Regions from separate parts of the Mus musculus genome. Here regions 2 and 3 are each linked to region 1. Evidence: chromatin contacts called from public HiChIP or PLAC-seq data. All regions are on one chromosome and are shown on one strand. Each heading gives the region's core, a stretch centred on a gene start, on an enhancer-like site or on the middle of the called end of the contact. The rest is flanking DNA. Distances are from core to core; before and after follow the strand shown.

Region 1 (5,077 bases), core at 1,163-3,662:
TGGCGGCACTGGGACACCGCAAAGTTGCGCAGCTGATTTTGTAGGGAGCCGGGAGTTCCCATATCCACCCCTAAGGTTTGTCTTCTCTTAATGCAATACCCAGGTCAGTAGAGGGTTTAGAGCTCTTTGTTTCAGACTCTGGATTTCAATCAGGACTGGCTTGGGAGACACTACCGGTGGCTCTTTCAAAAGGAAGAAAGAAGTTCAAATCACAGAAGTTCTGGGCATCAGAGGCTGTTAACCAAGCCCCTTCTTATGGATGGACAGACTCAAAAATCTATATAATCTAGATGGTCCCAGGCCATAGAATGGGATAGTGACAACACCAAGGGAAAGAAGGAAGGACGTGGCTTCAAACTGTGGGTGCAAGCCGGGCATGGTGGCGTACGCCTTTAATCCCAACACTCAGGAGGCAGAGGCAGGAGGATTTCTGAGTTCGAGGCCAGCCTGGTCTACAAAGTGAGTTCCAGGACAGCCAGGGCTATACAGAGAAACCCTGTCTCAAAAAAAAAAAAAAAAAAAAACAAAAAAACTAAACAACAACAACAACAAAACTGTGGGTGCTACCTGCCAGTAGTGGATCACTGAGCTCAGTAAATGAGCAATAGCCAAAAGTATTAAAGAAATGAAATTGAATCCAATAGAACATAGAGCTTATGCAAATACCCATTTCCCTGGCCCCTTTCAGTTGCATGTTTTACTCTAAGCATGCAAACCTTGTATGGAAAATAAAATGTCTCTGGGCTACAGTCAATAGCCAGCAAAAGCCACTGGACTAGGGAATTAGCATAAAGGAGGAAGGCTAGGTAAAATCCAACATTTTTGCTTCTTAACTCCAGCAAAAGAGTTTTGAAATAACCACTGTATTCATTTTTAATGCCACCAAAATGACCTCTTCCTTTGATCTCTGGCATTGACCATGATGGCTGCTTCACAGGCTGGTGGGTCCTCACTACCACATAGTACTCCTATGGGCCTGACAGAGGCCCCGAGAAGCCATCACACCAGAAAGAGGCAAAAGCCAGGTGATTCTCTCAACCCCAGAGCTATTTCCTGTATCCGACTTTCTTCCCTGTCAGATACAGGAAATACAGGGAATGAGAGCAGGCTCATGGAAACAGAGACCAGCATCCTTCATAACAGGATGTAGCAGGGGACCACACGCAGCTCTGAGTCAGGACTAATTCAGAACAGGGCTGGCTGCCTCTTCACCACTGCAGGACACTGTCACCCTTCAGAGAGCAGGAGATACCTGGAGAGGACAACAGGGATTTTCCCTGCCCTGGTCCAATAGCCAGGCCTTCTATATCCTCAGAGTCTCCACTCCAAGCACAGGCAGTGCCTAAAGAGTGGAGTGGGAAGAGAAGCAGCCCTCAGATTCCTCTATGTAGAGGTTCCCTTTGGCAAGTGTGTGCCTAGGTGCACATTCATGTGTGAGAGACAAATGGGAGAACATGAGGGGAAGAGATTTTAATCCTATAACGAAGCCCTTGAAACATATCTAGGTCATGGTCAGAAGACAATAGAAATAACGGTTGCGAAGACAGTAAGAATAAACCATTTTAGCAGACGTCATACGAAATACAGTTTTAGCAAATTAGGATCCAGAAACTCACCATGTAAGACTAGAAGAATGACTTGGCTGGGTTATGTAAAACTACTAGCACAGTTCCTTTAAGAAATTGTTCATCATGGCTGGCTAATTGTGTGGGCTCAGTACTGACTGACAGGTCATGAACGTCAGGGAGTATTAACTTGGTCTTGGGCGTTATTGGATTAAGTGAGGCTCTGCTCACAGGTGATCAGCCTGCACTGAGTTCTGCTCCCAGTTGGGGGCTGCTACAGTCACAACTTAGAACATCACTGAGAGAGTGTGGGTTCCATATCACATGTATCTCTTCCAAGTTCATATGTTGCGGGCAGAAATGATGACACATCCTGTAATCTCAGCCCTTTGGAGGCTGAGACAGGAAGATCAGGAGTTCAATACCAGCCTGGGTGGCCCAGTGAGACCTCCTCTGGACAAAAAGAAAGAAAAAGAAAATCCCACACAAGTCATGTGTTCATGTCATATGTTGATTCTGCTTGGAGGAAGACATTGGTGGGGTAGTCAGGGTTAAATTAAATCTTATTAGTGAGACACCACCTCCAATGGTGATCATATAAGGACAACAGTGTTATTACAATTTTTCTGTTGCTATGTGATGGGCCCTCTGCCATGCTATGATGAAGGAAGAAGGCCTTATGTACTGGTGCCTGGGTCTTGGACAGTCCTACCTCTGGAGCGTGAGAACGCTGTCTCTCTATTTCATAATTACACGGCTTGGAAACTTCTGCAGCAGCAGAAACAGGCTAACGGTAGATCCTGAGATTCAGTTCCAGTTTCTGTCTAAAGAACAGCCTCCTTGGGAAAGAAGTGGTTGGTTAGACAATGTGGCCAGAGCTGAAACAAATGCGTGACTCTGGGACAGATCACACTGTGCACAATCCCTTCCCTTTGAGCCAGACTTTCATGAGAAGGAAGTCTAGGAAAGAAACTCCTAGGAGAGACTTGGGTAAGCCATGAAGCATGGCCCTGAGCTCCTTTGCAGCTAAAGACACATCACAGCTACCTTGAAAGGTCAGGGCCCATTGAGTAAGACATTTCTGCATTCTAATCCCAGGACCCCTCTTAAATACTGTGTAACCTTCACCAAATCCCTTAGTGTGCTGGGCAGTTTTATGTCAACTTGACACAAGCTAACATTATCTGAAAGGGACTTTCAGCTTAACCCCACCCCCACCCCCATAGCTGGGTGATGCCTTTAATCCCAGCACTAGAAAGGCAAAGGCATGTGGATCTCTGTGAGTGTGATGCTAGCCTGGTCTACAGAGCTAATTCCAGGACAGCCAGGGCTACAGAGAGAAACCCTGTCTTGAAAAACAAACAAACAAGCAAACAAACAAACAGAAGAAGGAAAGAGAGTGAGAGAGAGTGTGTGTGTGAGAGAGAGAGAGGAAAGAAAGAAAGAAAGAAAGAGAGAGGAAGGAAGGAAAACAGATAGAGGGAGGGAGAGAAGAATAAAATACCTCTATAAGATAAAGTTGTAGTAAGCCTATAGGGCATTTTCTTAATTTGTGATCAGTAGGGGAGAGCCCAATCCATTGTAGGTGTTTCCATCCCTGGGCTGGTAGTCCTGGGTTCTATAAAAAAAAGCAGGCTGAGCAAGCCATGAGGAGCAATCCAGTAAGCAGCACCCCTCCATGACCTCTGAATCAGTTCCTGCCTTCAGGTTCCGGCCCTGCTTGAGTTCCTGCCCTGACTTCCTTTGATGATGGACAGTGTAAGCCAAATAAACCCTTTCCTCCTCAAGTTACTTTTGGTCATTGTGTTAGCACAGCAATAGTAACCATAACTAAGGTACTTAGCCTTTCTTGACTTCATTTTCTCATCTCTTCGAAGTAGGTAGTGAACTCCTGTCTTCCAGAGGATTAGAGACAATGCTGTTGGATAACGGCTAGGATCATAAACTCAGTGCTGGGTTTTGCCCTCTTTGTAAGGGTACTTGTCGACTTAGAGTTGACTCATTAGGGCAGGGAGTCCTTACCAGCTGTTCCCTTGAGCTTTCTGTGTTTGGAGAGGTATCTTGGTAGGCAGTGCTCCTAACCGAGCAAAGCCCGAGATCTCCTTCCCTCACAACCATAGCCTGGAGGGTGCTGTCTGGGCCCAGTAGACAGACTTGCTGCCACGGATCCAAAGTTATTGTGGCTTGAAAAGAATCTCCGGCATGTGTCATGTAGTCTCCCACAAGCCATGATCCATGGTGTTTTAGAGAAGCACTTTGTTCTGGGGCCAAGAGGTCACTTTATAGGAGATACCCATAGATCTCCCCATCAAGCTGTCCCCTTTAGCCCTGGCTGCTCTATTCCCTGTCCTGTCACTATCTGCTGCATGTCACAGATACAACCTGAGAGACTTGGGCCTGAGCTTGGAGAGGACTGGTTACAAGCTGTGGCTACGAGTGAGAGCATAGCTGGGAGAGAGGCCCATGGAGAAGTGACCGAGAGGGATGAGAGGCCCCCTGAGAAGGACTTGGGGGGAGCAGCTCCCAACATGGGTTTTCTGGATTCTACTGCTCAGTTATTCTGGGACTCTTGGCCCTCTCTGGGCTCAGGTTCTTCACTAGCAAAATAAAGGAATAAAGATATGGTGTCTTTCTAAACTCCCTCTGGCTTTGTTATTTCTAAGCTACACCTTCTGGGGTCTCCTGTTAGGCCCACATTTCTATAAACTAGAGCATAGTTCAGCAGGTTTGAGTAGACAGGATGGGTGACGTGCTGAGGGAAGAAGAAAAGGAGGCAAGAAGTAAATGGAGGAATATGACTTTGTCAGCCAAAAATGCCTGGCTCCACAGTGCTATTATTTCCTTGTAACCGGATTGATTTTCTATTTCAAGGCCTCATTGTGGCAAGTGCAGAAACACCAGCATGATCGTTTGCAGGTAAAACCAGGCACCAGAGTCTTGCTCAATCCTTCCAGTTTTTAGCTGTATTAAATTCAGGCTTGTCATGCCTGTTCCTTCCCTGACACTGAGGCTAAGGAAAGTTGTATCAGTCTGCACTGGATTCCTTTTGAGATGTGGCACGTCACTGTTTGGAACTCAAACATGACATGACCCCTTTCCAAGTTGGTAGAGATGCCATTTTCACCCATCTCCAAACTAAATGGTTAATGCGGGAGCATCCTCTGCTCCTAGCTCTGGCTAGGGACCTAAGCCTTTATTAGCATACATGAGGTTCATGTACACATTGTATCAATTCCCTTTAGGTTCGTGTACACATTGTATCAATTTCCCCTTTTCACTGCTGATATGATGAAATAACCAATGAATACAACTTAAGGAAGACAGGGACAGTTTGTTTCAGCTCATGGTTTAGAAGGGTACAGTCTATCCAGGTAGGGAAGGCATGGCGGCAGGGGTGTGAGGCATTAGGTCACATCCACAGTAAGGAAGCAGAGAAAGAGGAACACTGGCATTTGGCTTTCTTTTTCTCCCTTTCTGGGTCTGGGACACTTATATTCCAGGAGGGTCTTCCC
Region 2 (5,077 bases), core at 971-3,470, 88 kb before region 1:
CTTGTGTGATAAGAAGGCCATTTCATTTCTCTGGAGGAGAAACTGAGCGGGGGTGGGGGGGTGGGGGGGTGGGGGAGCTTGAGAGGCCTTGACAGGGGTCATGCAGTGGATGTCAAGGGAATAATACGAATCCAGAGCCAGTGCCTTAGCCCTATGTCCTCAAAGGAATGGACATCCGGGTCCTTTAGACATCTGGGTCCAGGAGCAGCTGATTTCTAGGAATGTAGCCTCTTCCTCCTCCTCCTCCTCCTCCTCCTCCTCCTCCTCCTCCTCCTCCTTCTTCTTCTTCTTCCCCCCCCCCCTTAGGAATGTACAGCTATCTACTTTATACTGTTATCATGGAGACAGAGGCTCTGCTCTGCTATGGCTGGGCTCATCAGCACTGTCTTCCATACAACACAAGCATCGCTTTGCTAACTCATAGTAAAATCAGTTGCTCTGCTTCTGCCGGCCTGGGTTGCCCGAGTCCTTTGTGATAGTCTGTGGCTTGAGAGGTCATGTGTATCCTGGGTCTATCCTACCTAGTTCAGAATGAGATCTGAATGCTAGCTCTGCCTTTTGACCTTCAGGGTCCCGGATGCTTGCTAACCCCGGGGTGGTAGTGCTGTCTCGGTGAAGTCCTATCTGATAGAGCTTTGTAAACTAAAGAGTGCTTTCATCATCGGGGAGCCCCTGCATCACACCTCAGAGCTCATGCTTGGAAGATGCCTTATGTCCTCACCTTCAGGAAGGGGCTCAGCTCCATAAAAGCAAGTAAACGACCCCCCCCCCAACCTAGCTGATCCACTTTCCGCTCACACTCATTAGTGTGAACCCGCCACCAAGTCAACAAGGGCAAACATCAGAGCGGGTAGTGTGACAGGACATGGTGGCCAGTTTCTCCAGACCTCTCTGACCCGCCTGGGTCCAGCCCCTCCCTGGTTTGTTTTCCTTCTGGCAGCTATTACGATACATTTTATGAGCCCTTTTAAGTCTTTAATGATGCGTACTCCTGCAGCTGGCTTAAGGCTTAATCCCAAGCAATAGGCCTTTATTGGATAAATGGTTAATAATCACTGGTCTGTAGGGATTGGGACGATTTGTGAGGCCCGTGATTCTCAGAAGCCCCACGCGGGCTTCCGAGTGCATCTAGGAGATCAGACACCCTGGGAGACCTCAGATGTTCGGTGGGATAAGCATTTCTTCTGCCCTCCGAGTACAGCAAAACAGGCAAGTTTCCAGGATTTCTCCCAACGCCTGTTTCCATCCACTTGAATTTGAACAGACTGTGTGACCTTCAGTGAAGTCCCCTTTCCCCCTCTGGGGCCTGGGTTTCCTGTCTGTCAGACAGAGAGGTGGGAGGAGATGGCCTTGAAGGTGCCAAGTGTCAGTGATCTGGTGAGCCCCAGATTTCCCAGACCAGAGCTCCTCTCTCCTCTTGGGCGTGTCACTGAGGGCTATGAATGGCAAGGGACCAGCAGCTCGGTGGATTAAGTGCTTAGCTACTGGGCAAAGAATTGGGTCAGCTGTAGTCACAGGGCAGTATGTGCAAAGCAAAGCCAGACTTGGCCCCTAGTTTTATAGCCTGGCTCAGTGTTTCGGTCAGCACTGGGAAGGACCCACATAAGTGGACTGGGGCCTCTTCCACGGGACTCTGGGAGGAGATTGGAGTCTTCCAGGTGTACTGATGGCAAGAAGCCAGGACTCGCTCACAGGTGAAAAGGGAAGGCACTGTGGATGCTTTTCCCAGGCAGCTTGTGACTGGAGGCCTTGACTGGATCTGGATCTGGCTTAGACTTGGCAGTTGCGATGAGATCCAAAAGGCAGGTGACACAGGAGCATGGGAGCAAGCACACCTGAGGTTGAGCCTTAGTTCCGTCCAGGCTAGAAGGGCCTAGATGACTAGTTTGCCCAAGCCTGGGACTTTTAACATAACCCGAACAACACTTGATTTTTGACTGTGTTAGTTTAAAACGATGAACGATTTGGTTGTTTATTTCTTCTGGGCACCAATAATTATTCTGGCAGAAATGTAATGTTTTAGCGCCTGCTGTATGGTGTGGATTGCAGGCATTAACTGCTTGCTTATTCCAAAGCAAAGCCCGGCATACCGTGAGAAACGTGATCTTTTTTTATTCTTTTATCTAGAAGTAAAGCACTAGAAACAGAGTTACACCCACCCTCTTGTTCAGTGGTATGGTCCACAAAATTTTAGCTTTAGGATTGGGAAAAAAAATCTGGCTTAGAGATAGTTTTCTCTAGAACGTATTCCCCTGGATTCTGTCTTACACCCACAGTGTTTAGAAGGCAGAACATAATCCTTGGAAGACAGCCAGTGTTCTCTCTCTCTCTCTCTCTCTTTCTCTCTCTCTCTCTCTCTCTGTGTGTGTGTGTGTGTGTAAAGAAAGAAACACGTTTCTCTTTCAGATGTATATATGACCAGATGTCTGCGTTGTTCTTTAAATTTTCAGATCTTTCCGGACCCATCAGACTTTGACCGTTGCTGCAAGCTGAAGGACCGCCTGCCCTCCATAGTGGTGGAACCCACTGAAGGGGAGGTGGAAAGCGGGGAGCTCCGGTGGCCTCCTGAGGAATTCCTGGTCCAGGAGGATGAGCAAGACAACTGTGAAGAGACAACAAATGAAAAGAAGGACCAGTAGAGTCCACGCAGGCTCGCCTGGGTCATGCCAGCCAGCACACCTGAACTGTTTTTCCCATGGTGATGGAAGAAGAGAATGAGCCACAGTCATTGTGAAAATGTCAAACGAGGCTTCCGTTTTGCACCTGAAAATCACCGAGTCGGTTTTCTTTTCTTCTTCTTTTTTTTTTTTTTTTTTTTTTTTGGTTTGTTTTTAAATTCGTTGAGCAATGGAGCCCTCTGACAACTTGCAAGGCTGAGAAAGGAAGTTGCTGAGAACAGGGGTGGAGGGGGGGGTGGGGGGAAGGGGTGCTGCTTCGAAGATCCCTATCTGAACTCTAGTGCCAGAGGCAGTGCGTGCACATGTGTGTGTGTGGGGGGGGGTGCAGTTCGGGCTGAGGGGGTGAGCAAATGAGCAAGAAAGATTTTGGATTAGAAGAAGAACAACAACAACAACAAAACAAAACAAAACAAACTCTACACTTTTAAAGAGAACTACAGCCAGGAAGTGCTGCTCTTTCCAGCATTTGTCCTGGCTACTGGGGCATCTGACAACCAAGTCCTTATCTCCTGCTCTGTTGCTCACAGCCACCAGCCTTTGTTTTCATTTCAAGTGTGTTTGGTCACCCACAGAGAAGTCGGGCCAGGTAAACTGCCTAGGAAGCCAGATGGAGGGATACAGAGGAAAGGAAGACTCCACCACCATTCCCCAGATGCTTCAGGCTGTCAGAGTCCCCAGGGACCTGGGAGGCTTTAAGACATAGTACTTTTGAGTTTTTCTCCCTATTTACCCCCTTCTGCCTCCCAGTATATAAGGGGAACAGCCAGAGCACTTCCTGCCCTTGTGAGGCACTCCAAGGCTGCAGCCTGAATAGGGAGTGCCTCCTCCCACGGTGGATCTCCCAAGAATTCTTATGTAATCTCTATGGAGCAGGAGGGTAGAAGTGTCGGCTTTCTCAGGCCTGCCCTTCCTTTCTCCTTTGGCCACAGCAGTCAGGTGGACGGTCCCCAGCTATGCTGTGGCCTGTCACTGTTCATCTGACCTGCAGCAGGGCCACTCCAATGGGTTTCCCAGCCCGGCTTCCATGGGCGCTAAAAGCAGAGTGTGCTTCTTGGTTGGGAAGCTGGCTAGCGGGCTTCCATGCAGGGGCCTGGGTGGTGCCGCATTGATTCCCATGTGGGAATCAGCCCTCCAGTGGAGCAGCTGTGGCATCCAGTTTGAGACAGTAGCTGTTGTGAGATCACGGCTTCTCCTCTTGTTGCTCCTGAGCACAGGTTGGGAGAAGATACAGGGTGTGCTGGAGTATCCTTGTAGAATAGCAGCCTTTATTCCTTCCCCACTTTACCTGTCTCTGGAAAGGGCAGCAGTTGCATGGGGAAATTAACATTTGGATTTAGCTCTGATCATAGCTCAGAACCTTCTGGAATAGCGGGTTAGAGGACAGAATTTTTAGAGCAGGGCTGTTTGGTCAAGAGGTGGACTTAAAGCCTTCCTTAGGCTTCACTTAGCCAACCAAGGCACTCACAAATGTCCCCTCACGTCTCTTGTCAGTCCAGGTTGACCCCCGTCTTTGGACTCGTTTGTCTGGTTCTATTTAATACCTCAAAGTCAGTGTGGCTCTGGGCCACGTTGGGGCAAGAGCGTGGGGGGTGTGCTGTTGACACGGCATTCAGCAAGGTTTGGTTCTGGGATGCCGATGGTCACCCCCTCCCCCGTCTCTTCCCTCTGTCGTCTGCCTGTGATACACACCGATGGCAATAACTTTTTTCCGGCTCCTTGCAGAAGTGGGAGAGGGCTGCAGCCAACCCTGCAACCAGAGAGCTTCTCTCTCTCTTGCTTCCACTCTGCTCTGTTTTGGCTACAGAGATCTGTTCATCCCACTCCTGTTCCCCCGCAGCGTTTCTCATCCCTCGCCTCCCTTTATGGACAGGTGTCTGGCCTTTTAAATTCCCGTGTTGTGGTGTCTTCTCATCCCTACCCCAGTTATCTGTCTTGGTCTTGCCGTGTGATGGGATGTGCTTGTAAATCCAGTATCAAATCAGCTTTGTGTATATGTGTGTCTCTGGGGTGGCTTCTTCCTTTTGCTGGTCACTAGACTGTGTTGAACAACCATGTGCTGTCTGAGCAGGTCAGGGGCTGACCGCTACAGGCCCCTCAGCGGTTGAGCCTGTTGGGGGGACCCAGCTGCTCTTGGACAAGTGGCTGAGCTCCTGTCTGGCCTCCTCTTTTCCTCCTCCTCCTCCTCCTCCTCCTCCTCCTCCTCCTCCTCCTCCTCCTCCTCTTCCTCTTCCTTCTCTTCTTCCTTGTCTTCCTCCTCCTCTTTCTTTAAGTAATTTGTGTGTATTTCTAACTGATCGTATTGAAAAAAAAATCCTAGTATTTCAGTGACATGCCTGTTGTGAGATGAACCTCCTGTGACTTCTGTCTGTTCTGTATTGAGGCTCAGGGAGAAACTAGCA
Region 3 (5,077 bases), core at 1,051-3,550, 81 kb after region 1:
CCAGAGAGTAACAGCATCACTGAGAAGCTCAGAGGTGTTTGTCTTCTAAAAGCAGGACATGTCTAATGGGACTGTTGTTATTTATAATAGTCGCATCGGGGAATGAAAGATGCCAGAGGAGCCGAGACAGTTCTGAGAAGCAGTGACAATCTAATTACCATAATGGATGGCAAGGTTGAAGTGGCATCCAGGGATCTTGACCTGACCTTCTGAAGATGGCTGATGGAACATAGCATCCTTTTCTTTAGGCAGGGGGTATGTGGGCAGACGATAATGGTACTGTATAATATATAGTCTGAGCTGATGAGCGATAAGTGAAAAAGTGGGTTCAGACGTCACCCCAGTAGAAAATTCTAATCTGCTGCTCAATTTCAAGACCTGAGAGGACTCTTAGGCTGCAAGGACTGAAGGAGAGACTGCTGTACATGAGGACCCACGTTTCTTCTTCTTCAGTCCTTTTCCAAAGTCTCTTATATGCTATAGATCAGGCTGGCTTGGAACTCACAGAGATCTGCCTGTTTCTGCCTCTCCAATTCTGGAATTAAAGTTGTGAGCCACCACTGCCTAGCCCCCCCCCCCTTTTTTGTGTCTTAAATAACTACAGACTGGGGAAAGAAAAGTACTCTGATTTATTTTTATGTTGAGAAATGTTGGTTAAAGGATCTAAGTTGAGGGGGCTATCCTGGAGTCTCGGGTATCCATCTTTCTTCACTACTCTCCTTTAATCCATTAGAACAAAAGAGGAATCTCTAGTAGAGGGAAGGCTATGTATAGACTCTTTAAATCCTCAGAGAACTCACAGCGGTGCATTCTTGAGAGGTTCTGGGGGATCCCCATGTTAAGTTCAAAACAATGACAAGCCTTAAAATTCCTAAGATTTTCCCAGAACTCTTGAGTTTAGAGACAAAAGTGAGGTCCGTTCAACCTCTGAGGGATAACTGCATTTTTGTGCTGCTTTTTTTCCTTCGTTGTATTTTCTGTTTTCTAATACAATTGTGGCACATCTCAAACACTTAAGTATTGAATAAAGGTAAAGGAGAGGTAACGCTGGCTCTGAGCGCGAAGGCACCTTGCATTTGTTTTTTAAAATTTAGAGTCTTGCAGAGGCAGTCTCCTGGCTCTGTTATGGGGACTGCTGGGACTACAGGCATGTACTACCACACAAGGCTACCCTGAACTTAAAAATTCATTTCTCTCTGTTTCATGTTAAATAAACAGATTAAATGAATAAACATAAATGAAAAGCTGTTGAAAGGCTCTGTCGGCTATGTGTGGACATTTCATATTTTTAAAGATGTCTATTATCTGTTAAAAGTCAGCAAGAAGGTATTGTGCAGGGGAAACGCAAAGAGGTTAAATTAACCAGTCTCTAGCATCCAGGTGCTTAGTCTGGTAGGTTTGGAGCCAGATCCAACACTGTAGAAAGGCACAAAGACCTTTCCAAAAGAGTGTCCTACAAAACCAAACCAAACCAAACCAAACTTAAAAAAAAAAAAAAAAACCCAAAAAACCAACAAACAGAAAAAAAAAAAAAAACCAAAAAAACCAACAAACAGAAAAAAAAAAAAAACCCAAAAAACCAAACAACAACAACAACAACGACAAAAACCCGACAGCAACATAAAAACTGATTGGGCCATCCAGAAGAGGAAACGTTGAGACTTGAGCAAACACTGCGAATTAGCAACAGTTGCGCACCACAGAACCTGGAGTTGCTTTTTGACTTGGGGCAAGAAAATAACGCTTGTCATTTAGTGTCTCTGCGTTTTCCATCCTGCAACTTTAGGGGTTGAATGAAGGTGCGTTTAGTTTTACACCATCAGGAACCTGGCTCTAGAACTGACTGCGTGATCATTTGCTCTTTACATGAGGCAAGAAAGTAAGAGTTGTAAATGATTGCCTCCGATTTATTTTCCATGAGGTAACCTCAGGCGTTGAAGGTGTCTTGAGTTTTGTGCCAGCAGAAACTCAGGCTCTAGAATTGGCTGGATACTAAATTGCCCTTTGATTCCTGACGTAAACGTTAGGCTTGCAAATGAGTGCTCTAGCTTTGCCATCCCCCTACGCAACCACTAGATTCCCCGGAGACCACCGCTTGAGTTCTCATTTTTGGTTTCTTGCTCCTCTACCCCTACCAGCTTTGGCAGGCATCTGCGCCTGGCCACACTGATCTGGGGCGCGGTTCCTTTAAAGGAGCTTAGACGACGCCCGGGGTCTCTCCCCACTGCGGAGCAGGGGCGGAGCGCCCGGTTCAAGGGCTTCCCACGCAGCCGGAGACGCCTTGCGTCACTGCGCCAGGAGCCAATCAGGGTGGAGCCCGGAGGGACGCATTACTAAGGCGACGGGGCTCGACGCCTCCCCGCTTCGGGATGAATTAGCGGCGGGTTCTTCTCCCAGGTTGTGACCCCCGTGGAGTCGCTGTCTCGCCCCAGTGTCCCCGCGACGTCGCGCGTTTCCCCCGGTGTGTCCCAGGTGCGCGGCCCGCGGTGTCAGGTGTGGGCTTCGGCGCGGGAACATGGCGGCAGCCAAGGGATTTTTTTTTCCCGAGTGGGCGGATGGAGAGCTGCGGCTCGGCGGCTTTTCCCCGGAGCAGGCCTCCTCGGGTGGGCCCTGGGGGACGGACACTGGCGGGAATTGGGTGGAGGGCTTAGGGCGATCGGCTCTTGGGAGGGAGGCCGAAGCCTCCAGAGCTGATCAGGATGCGGGGGCGAGGAGCGTCGGGTGCCCCTTCTGTGCTCACCTTCCTGTCCACACCACACCTCGGTGAAACCCGGGAGCTGCCGGGTCCCCCTACACCGCCTACGGTGTGTCAGGGTCCAGATTCCAGGAGCACAAGGCTTTCCAGGGGTCGCCACGTGAACGGCCCACAAGAGAGTTTTTCAGGGTTCAAGCAGTTTGTTTCTTGCAGGTGACAGAGGTGTGCCCTAGGTCTAGGTGGCAGTGCCACAGAAAGAACGATAGGCCACATTGAAGGCTGACTTCGAGTCCAATTTTCCTTTTTATTGGCATTCGCTCTAGCTAAGGGCTGGCCTCTCATGGTCCTTGCCTCTGCCCTTGTATTGGTGCGATAACAGGCGTGCTTCACCACGCCCACCTGGCAGGTTTGGTCTCTCAGGTTGTATCTTTTTTGTTGTTCTTTTTTTGTTTGTTTTTGTTTTTGTTTTTTTTTTCGAGACAGTGTTTCTCTGTATAGTCCTGGCTGTCACTTTGTATCACTATGTAGACCAGGCTGGCCTCAAACTCAGAAATCTGCCTCTGCCTCCGAAATGCTGTGATTAAAGGCGTGCTCCACCACGCCCGGCTTCTCAAGTTGTATCTTAACATCTAAGATTATGTTTGACCAGAAGCAATAAAGACAAGGCATAAGGTGTTTCTTTGTGGTTGTGGAGCTGTTTTGTTTCCTGGTTCTTGCCTGAAGGCTTAGTCGCCTCTGATTGGATGTAGACAGAGCTGAGTTTTACATTCAGTTAAGTCCAAGGAAAGTATTGAAAAAGAAATTGGTGAAGGCCTTACCAAGATAAAATGCTTCCCATTCATACCCATCACGTGTTTCGGGAAAGAAACCCCCTGTCACAAAAAGTTTAAAGAGTTGGATGGGCTACTTTTTAAAATACTATTTTGATGAAAGACTTTGCAAAATTCATGTATTAAAAAATTTGTATTTGTGTATGCGAGGCTGCATGAGTTTATATTCACCACACAGTGTGGTGACACTGGAGCTGGAGTTTCAGATGGTTTTTGAGTCACCTAATGTGGGTGTGGGGAACCCAACCCTGCTCCCTTAAAAGAGGAGTAAGTGCTTTAAACCATTGAGCTATCACGCCAGGCCTTAGACTTAGGTGTTTTTGATTTAGTAAAGGAATTGAAAAGACACAGAGCACTTAGCTTCAGTCCTAATAGCTTCTGTCTCAGGGGTGCCCCGAGTATCTTGCACTGTGGTTTCCACGTGGCTTTAATTTGAGCAAATGTTCCCACCAGGTCTAAAGAGGTTGGCTCCTGCATACGTTAGGAGGGACTCTTTCAAACTGAATCTGGGGAGATAGAGTCAGTTTGGCCTAGGATTGAGGTTATATGTAGTGGTAACTAGGTGGCTGCTGCTTCTGCTTCTTCTTCTTTCTTTCTTTCTTTTTTATTATTATGTATTTTCCTCAATTACATTTCCAATGCTATCCCAAAAGTCCCCCCTACTCCCCCCCCACTTCCCTACCCACCCATTCCCATTTTTTTGGCCTTGGTGTTCCCCTGTACTGGGGTATATAAAGTTTGTGTGTCCAATGGGCCTCTCTTTCCAGTGATGGCCGACTAGGCCATCTTTTGATACATATGCAGCTAGAGTCAAGAGTTCCGGGGTACTGGTTAGTTCATAATGTTGTTCCACCTATAGGGTTGCAGATCCCTTTAGCTCCTTGGGCACTTTCTCTAGCTCCTCCATTGGGAGCCCTGTGATCCATCCAATAGCTGACTGTGAGCATCCACTTCTGTGTTTGCTAGGCCCCGGCATAGTCTCACAAGAGACAGCTCTATCTGGGTCCTTTCAGCAAAATCTTGCTAGTGTATGCAATGGTGTCAGCGTTTGGAAGCTGATTATGGGGTGGATCCCTGGGCTGCTTCTTCTTATTCTTGTTTTTGTTTTTCCGAGACAGGGTTTCTCTGTACAGCTCTGGCTGTCCTGGAACTCACTCTGAAGACCAGGCTGGTCTGAACTCAGAAATTCGCCTGCCTCTGCCTCCCAAGTGCTAGGATTAAAGGCATGCGCCACCACACCCAGCTAGGTTGCTTCTTAAAATGTGGTAATTATGTAACTTCTGTGAGGTGCTTTGTCTCTGAATAGAGATGACATTCATTGAGGTTTCTAAGGGAGGGGTGTTCATATAAAAGACTTAAAAACAGTATGGTAAGAATTGACGTTTATTAGTTTATTCTGCTGTGCTTGTGGCATGTCAAGGGCCTTATAAGTAAGTGTCAACTTAGTCACCCAACATCCGTGTAAAGTGTGTACTTTAACAGATGAGGAAACTGGAGCTCGTTGACATTTAAGTCATTTGTCCTAAACCATACAGCTGGCATTGTGAGTCCA

What was found. HiChIP or PLAC-seq counts read pairs in DNA pulled down with a chosen protein or histone mark.
Region 2: an H3K4me3 HiChIP or PLAC-seq map of bone marrow-derived macrophages shows a contact between it and region 1, with 4 times the contacts expected there. The contact joins two enhancer-like sites. A contact is called at or near these places in 1 of 15 datasets of contacts at CTCF or cohesin (the NIH/3T3 cell line), 24 of 484 Hi-C or Micro-C datasets (the 63-12 cell line, B cells, CD4 T cells and 18 more) and 10 of 115 datasets of contacts at active chromatin or transcription factors (the 230-238 cell line, CD8 T cells, the HPC-7 cell line and 7 more).
Region 3: a contact with region 1 is called in an H3K4me3 HiChIP or PLAC-seq map of bone marrow-derived macrophages, with 2.4 times the contacts expected there. The contact joins the promoter of Lclat1 here to the enhancer-like site in region 1. A contact is called at or near these places in 2 of 39 promoter capture datasets (liver and pre-B cells), 1 of 15 datasets of contacts at CTCF or cohesin (the NIH/3T3 cell line), 17 of 484 Hi-C or Micro-C datasets (B cells, CD8 T cells, the HL-1 cell line and 10 more), 9 of 115 datasets of contacts at active chromatin or transcription factors (the 230-238 cell line, bone marrow-derived dendritic cells, bone marrow-derived macrophages and 5 more) and 1 of 9 other capture datasets (adipose tissue).

What each region holds. Positions count from the first base shown.
Region 1 is chr17:73,024,944-73,030,020 of GRCm38.p6, forward strand. It overlaps Gm41615 (a long non-coding RNA gene), which reads right to left. Exons shown (of 3, transcript XR_876939.3): 3 at 3,024-3,183. Among named protein-coding and RNA genes, the nearest start is that of Gm30420, 3.3 kb to the left of the region's middle. Within about 2 kb of position 2,413, at least 14 of the 459 cell types and tissues checked have an H3K27ac peak or open chromatin away from gene starts, as enhancers often do. A contact at or near this core is called in bone marrow-derived dendritic cells, bone marrow-derived macrophages and granulocyte-monocyte progenitors, where this site is marked.
Region 2 is chr17:72,936,806-72,941,882 of GRCm38.p6, forward strand. Lbh (limb-bud and heart) reads left to right here. Exons shown (of 3, transcript NM_029999.4): 3 at 2,451-5,077. The coding sequence ends at 2,639. Among named protein-coding and RNA genes, the nearest start is that of Lbh, 21 kb to the left of the region's middle. Within about 2 kb of position 2,221, at least 91 of the 459 cell types and tissues checked have an H3K27ac peak or open chromatin away from gene starts, as enhancers often do. A contact at or near this core is called in bone marrow-derived macrophages, where this site is marked.
Region 3 is chr17:73,105,685-73,110,761 of GRCm38.p6, forward strand. It overlaps Lclat1 (lysocardiolipin acyltransferase 1), which reads left to right and starts at 2,301. Exons shown (of 6, transcript NM_001177967.1): 1 at 2,301-2,472.